Linked DNA regions of Triticum aestivum: region 1 is linked to region 2. The links are chromatin contacts, called in public Hi-C maps. All regions are on one chromosome and are shown on one strand. Each heading gives the region's core, a stretch centred on a gene start, on an enhancer-like site or on the middle of the called end of the contact. The rest is flanking DNA. Distances are from core to core; before and after follow the strand shown. Region 1 holds the start of LOC123060805 (casein kinase 1-like protein 3). Region 2 holds the start of LOC123058169 (protein SPEAR1).

Region 1 (3,223 bases), core at 385-2,884, 790 kb after region 2:
TCTCTCTTCCTTGTACTAATCTTCCATGAATTGTTCAAATGAGAAATATTGTGCTTGTTAAATTCCAATAGATTTTACTTCCCACACCCAATGTGAAGCCACTACTTCCCATGAGATACACATATGAAATGATTTGCAATGCTAAGATACACAATAATGAAAAAACAAAAAAAATCTCATACTATTCTTTATTATAGATACTCTCACCAACGGACACGACGAAAACACGAAGGAACCATAACACATATTATGAACTATTTCATATTATAACTTTTTTCTAAACCACGATTTAACTAATGATCGAACTAATAGATAATAATGATGATAGAGGTGATGATACGATACCGGAGCACCTCTGCCAAGTTTGGAGCAAGCCAAGGGGGGTGCCCATACCCAAGTACTCAAGTCTCCTTCTTTGCTAATGCTGGTGGTGAAGGAGCTCACTTATTCTATTTGAGGAAATCCAAAAGGATCTCCTTCAGGTATTGGATCTTATGAAGCAGTCATTGTGTAGCATTATTCTTCACCTCACACATGATATCCTTGTTTTCTGGTCCCCATAGCTTTTCCTTCATGCATCACTTTCGCTTGGATGGGAGATGTCTCAGTTGGAGGGTATACACAATTGGGAATTATTCTCAACTCCATAATTGTTAACCAAATTATGAAAAGGATTCCTATGTAACCTGGTCGAGGGCTTCTTTGAAATGGATCCCTCTAATACCTTGAAGCCCAAGTGAATTCTTGTTGTCTTCGGGGTCCTGGATGAAACTGGGGTAGTCGAGATGCTAGCTAGGATTTCCCGTAAAGATTCTGGTGCCTGAGCTTCTATGGAGTTCACTGATTCCTCCTCCATCACAACATGCTCCATAAGCTCTCTCTCAATCTCCTCCTTCAACCGCTAAGCATCATCATCAACGGTGTAGGAGGAAGAAAACATGGCGAACTTGTCCTCAAAACACTGATAGAAAATAGCTCGAAATGAAAACAAGAGGAAATCTTTACGTAGATCAGAATATTTCAGGAATTTATAGGAATTTTTACCGTGCAGGACAAGCTTACGTGCGAAAGACGGAGTCAGGAAGGTGCACGTGCCCCCCACACGGACAGGTGGCGCGACTAGGGGGTAGGTCGCACCCTAGCCCGTGTGGCCCCCCCGGGCACCGTCTGGATGCTTCTTTTTCTAAAAAAATATTAAATATCCCAAAACTTATAAAAATTATTAAATATTCCAAAACTTATAGATATAATTTTTATAGAATTTTCGGGTGTCAGTTTACTTACCGTGTATCACATACCTATTCCTTTTTCAGGATTCTTGATGTAGTTTGTTAACTATAGATAGATTTATACAGAACAGAGGCGCTATTGTAAAGACAAATTATAAGATGGAAACAAAATCTATGACTACTCAAAGTAATGTGTATGGAAAATTATGACGTGGAACGCAAGCACGCGCAACACCGACGCCGCGAGCCAGAGACCGATTGTCGAAAACGTGGCACATCCCGCGTGAGAAGCGCCACCCCACAGGGGATAAGATTAAGCCGCCGTCACGTCACCTAACCCACACGGCTATTACGACCGCCCCGTTCCGCCGCGGCCCTACGCCGGCCCGTCTCCCCTTTCCGAGAGAGAAGACTCTCTCGGCCGACCCGACTCGACCCCGCGGCCGAAATAAAGCAAGCGACCGACGCAGCGCCAGTGAACCCCACCACCGTCTCTTCTCTTCTCAGTTCGCACGTCTCACCGCGCGTTTCTCTTCTGCCCCCGCTCCACGCCAGGCAAACCCGAAGCCCCCACCACACGACGCCGCCCGCCGTCCCCTCCTCTGGAATCGGGCGGGGGAAGAAGTGTTCAGGACTGGCGGCATGGACCGCATCGTCGGCCGCAAGTTCAAGCTCGGCCGGAAGATCGGCTCCGGCTCCTTCGGGGTCATCTACCTCGGTGAGCGATCGTTCGATTCCCCGCCGCCGCCGCCCGCGTTTGTTCAGTTTTTTTTCCTCTTCGACTCTATCCATAGCCGTCTGATGCTGTCGCTGTTGCTGCTGCTGCAGCCACGGATATGGACACCTACGAGATCGTCGCGGTGAAGATTGTGAGTCCTGTATCCCCTGTTTCCTCTCAGCCCTGCCCTGTTCTGCCCTGTTTCATACTTCAATTTTCGATTGGGTTGCTGTTGAGTAGTTGGCTCAAGTGGAGAGGTGGGTGATTGCCTGATTGGATTGCTGTTGAGTTAAGCGGATATATAGGTGGAATGCTGGATTGGTTTGCTTGCTTCCACTCGCGCGGATGCATTATTCGATTGCTGTCCCGAATTTGTCTGTTAGTCGTCGCTCTTGCTTGTTTTGGGCTGATCATAATGGGATTAGAAAATGCTGGTAATCATGTAGTCAGAAAGGTCGAAGCACACGCCTTTTATTTAATTGTATGGCTACTTGGCCTGCTTTCCCCTTTCCTTTCTAGAATGCTCCCTCTTAGCATCTTGGGTGATGATCGATACAGGTGGTGGTTGGTCATAATGACGCTTGGCGTAGAGGAATTGTATTTGTAGCCTTGCAGGAAAAAGTTGTGAGACCAAGCATACGAGTGGGAGCGGAAAGTTTGATTGTTATTGTCAAAGCTCAGTTGGTGCCCCTGCTTTCCCCCCATCCCACTTCATGGCTTGCCTTGTGAGAGCAAGCATACCAGTGGGAAAGGAAAGTTTGAGTGTTATTGTTATATGCACTGCCTACTTGCCTAGTGAAACCCCTTTTTCTTGCACACACCATCTCCGAATCCTTATTTTGGTAACCTCACTGGCAGGAAAGTAGCAGCTCAAAGCACCCCCAGCTGTTTTATGAGGCAAAGATCTACAACGCCCTGCAAGGAGGAAGTATGTATGCCCTGTCATCCAATTCTCCTTAGTTCCATGGTTGGTGGGTTTATTTGGATAAGATCCGGAGTTGACAGGGAATGTTTTGGCTTCCAGGTGGCATTGCGAATGTTAAATGGTGTGGTGTAGATGGGGAGGAAAATGTTCTTATCATTGATCTGTTGGGGCCGAGCTTAGAGAATTTGTTTGTCTACTGCGGCAGAAAATTCACCTTGAAGACTGTCCTAATGCTTGCAGACCAAATGGTAATTAGTAACCGTTTATTTCACTTTATTTCATTACCTTATGCCGAACACTGAAAGCCATTTGGAAAGTGTCAACGTTTGTTCAGCAATTTGAATTCTTGTG
Region 2 (3,135 bases), core at 188-2,687:
GTTGTCCCTGGTGGTGACTTTGCCGATGTTAAATCCATTACTTGTTCGGTCTGCCTCTCTTGTTGGGTCTTGATGGGTTTAGCTGTGTGTATCCTCTGTTCTGGACCAAGCATCCCTTGTTCCTTTGCTCCGTGCAGCATGTTCGCACCTTCTTGCATTTGTGTCATGTATTCTACCTAACTTTGTACCCATTCTATTTCCTTCTATCAATGAAAGATACGTAAGCTTTGCGTATTCGCGAAAAAAGCAATTCCACTGAAAAAATCGAGCTGGGAAACCACCCCCTCTCCCCACACCCGCCATTCTAAGGCGATATATCTCGCGTCTATGGAAGCTCATTTCCGAGACATGATAACCGCTGGAGGACACTCCATGTAATGCTCTAAATGAAAATTAGACAAGCCATCTTCACACAAGGAAACCAACATCGCTACGTGGGGCTATAAACCGAGCTAAACAAGAAAAAAATGAAAAGGTAGCAGATGAAGGCACATATCCACGCGTATTGTTGCATGTGATCTGTGAGTTAGATCACCGGTTCTTCCAAGATATATACTACAACTCAAAAAAAGAAAAGATACTACGTCCAAACCTCTTGAACGTCAGTAATTTGCACAGCACGCGAAAGACTAGCGTGAATCGCGCGCGCATCTCCCATGTCCTAGGAAGATCACATCCCCATGCGTAGTTACCAACCACAAGCCCACGATATGGGATCTCCCAAATCTGCACTGATCTAGGCTTAAGCACCTTCCGATCTCATTTTTCAACGCATTAAGCACCCCCGGGATATGGATAGATCACATCACTTGCATCGCACGTATGCAACCTGCGAGGCTGCGATTACCCCGATGCAGTCCTCACGCGCCGGTCGAAATGCGCCAACGATTCACGAGGCGGAGGCAACTAATTAAACTCGGATCGATCGATCGATCTAGGAGTACTTACTCATCTGCGGATATATATTGATCCGCGGATCTTCAAGTCCTTGCATAATCTACGTGCAGATCAGGCTATGATCCTGATACGATTTCTCCGCTTCCCAGCTGCCTCCCGTTTTGTATATGCATATTGCTGAGGCTCTTTCCGCTGTCACGGAGTACGTCAACTACACGAGTTGGCGATTTTGTTAATGATTAGCAGCCCAAGATGGCTGGGCCTGGGCGTACTCGGGCGCATGATGGGATCGAATCATGTATGCTTGTGCATGCTAGCTAGCTGTGACAGTGATGCCGACGCAAATTGCAGGGCTCGCGACAAGCGTGGATCCCCTTTAAAACACCCTCACCCAACGCGTGGGCACTATCATATTGTCCACAACCCCTGTTGGCCAGGAGCTCCACGAGTGGCCATCTCCCACCAGATCTTCATATACAGCCACTGACATGTGAGCCGGGTGGATCCAATTTAAAATCTCCGCGGAGGGAAAGACATCCAGGCTCGGTATTTTAATTTTAATGGACACGATCGCGCGATCAAGGGGGGAAAAGTCACGTCCTACTTGGCGAGGGCGATCGTTCTTGGAAGCTGGAGATGTGGCTTAGAAAATCGCCGCGGCAGATCGGCCTGAATCTTTCCAAGGATCTCGTCCAGCTAGCGCCCCGTCGACGATGGATCACCAATAATCAATGGCGCCCTCATGGACTCCTACTTGTATATATATGCGCGCCCTGCTGGCTGTCGCTGTTGGTGAGTCGCCATCGTCGGTGTATATAAACGCATTGTTGCATAGCACGCGGGTGATACTATATGGGGAGCAGCAGCGTCGACGGAGCCGGCGAGATGTGCTTGGAGGCTGGCGCCGGCAGGGCGGGGAGGCGCGGCGGGAAGAAGGCGGCGGAGATGAAGGCCGCCAAGCAGCCGCAGCGCGGGCTCGGCGTCGCGCAGCTGGAGAAGATCCGGATGCAGAACCAGATGATCGCCGCGTACCGCTCCGGCCTGCCTCCGCCGCCTCCGCCGCAGCAGGTGCCGTACGCCGCAGTCCCGACGGCCGGCGCCGCATCGTCTTTCCAGCCCTATCTAGCTGTAAGTACCTACTTGAAAATCGAAATGCTGCATGCATCAGATGACATGTATGCGTAGCTTAAGCTTACCTTTGTGCGCGCGCGTGGTTTCTCAGGGTTGCTTTGAGGCGATGGACCGGAGGATCGCTGACGTGCAGTACAGCCAGTACTACGCGGAGAACCTGCTGCCTAACAGCTCCAGCCGGCCGCCGTCGACGTCGCCGCTCTTCGTCGTCCATGACTCGTCGTCGTCAGGACAGAGGCAGCAGCAGACGCCTCACGAGTACGACTACTGGATGCGCCACAGCCACGAGTCCAGCGGCCGCGGCGGCGCCGGAAGCACGGAAGAGCTAGATCTGGAGCTGAGGCTGTAGGAGACGCCACGGTGAGCTCGATAGATCGAAGTGTCTACTCTAATTAATCATGTGTCCGTGCATGCATGGGCGAAGCGCCATGCGGGAGAGAGGGAGAGGATCAGAGGAGGGGCTTAGAATTAGATTGATCGATTAGCTATCAAACTGGCGGTGCCAGAGTTAGCTGCTGCTTAATTTGCTGACGGAATGGCTGATGCTTTCGTTCTGGAACTGTGGGATGACTGATAAACGTACGCTGCCACGCGCGACCGATACATGCATGTAAATCTTGTTTAACACCTTATTAATTGAAATGGTTACCAGTTTGTAGAGGAAACTTTACATACATGTGTTGCGTAGTACTTTCAAATTGATTTCAGACGGGGGAATTTAAGCGGCCTATATGGCTGTGATGTGCCTGTACTTGGGTCCATCACTCTTTTCCTTCTTTTCTTTTCTTACCAGCAAACATGTCTGTCCGTTGTATCGGGAGAAAAAATATCTCATGCCCCTGGCTCCATAAGCATAGTTCAATACCCTCCTTCCAACAGATCCATATTCTTTATTAAAAAAATCGTCCCACTCGTGTCGTCGCTTATCCTCATTCTCGTCCTTGCCGACTATGACCAAGGTATCATCCGAATGTGCTCAATCTCAAGGTGATAGGCTCGGCCAGCACACGACACACCTGTCGTTGAACCGAGCTGGCATAAGAGAATGTTTATAACTTCAAATTAATCTAGTCGAGTTGGACGTGAGTGCCATCCCCAACGAGCTAC

Evidence for each region. Hi-C and Micro-C count contacts between places; a contact is called where the count stands out from the background.
Region 1: a contact with region 2 is called in a Hi-C map of leaf, with 8 times the contacts expected there. The contact joins the promoter of LOC123060805 here to the promoter of LOC123058169 in region 2. A contact is called at or near these places in 2 of 5 Hi-C or Micro-C datasets (both in leaf).

What each region holds. Positions count from the first base shown.
Region 1 is chr3A:160,043,861-160,047,083 of IWGSC CS RefSeq v2.1, forward strand. It overlaps LOC123060805 (casein kinase 1-like protein 3), which reads left to right and starts at 1,635. Exons shown (of 15, transcript XR_006428156.1): 1 at 1,635-1,947; 2 at 2,058-2,098; 3 at 2,806-2,875; 4 at 2,972-3,120.
Region 2 is chr3A:159,256,560-159,259,694 of IWGSC CS RefSeq v2.1, forward strand. It overlaps LOC123058169 (protein SPEAR1), which reads left to right and starts at 1,438. Exons shown (of 2, transcript XM_044480982.1): 1 at 1,438-2,025; 2 at 2,120-2,698. The coding sequence starts at 1,750. The coding sequence ends at 2,377.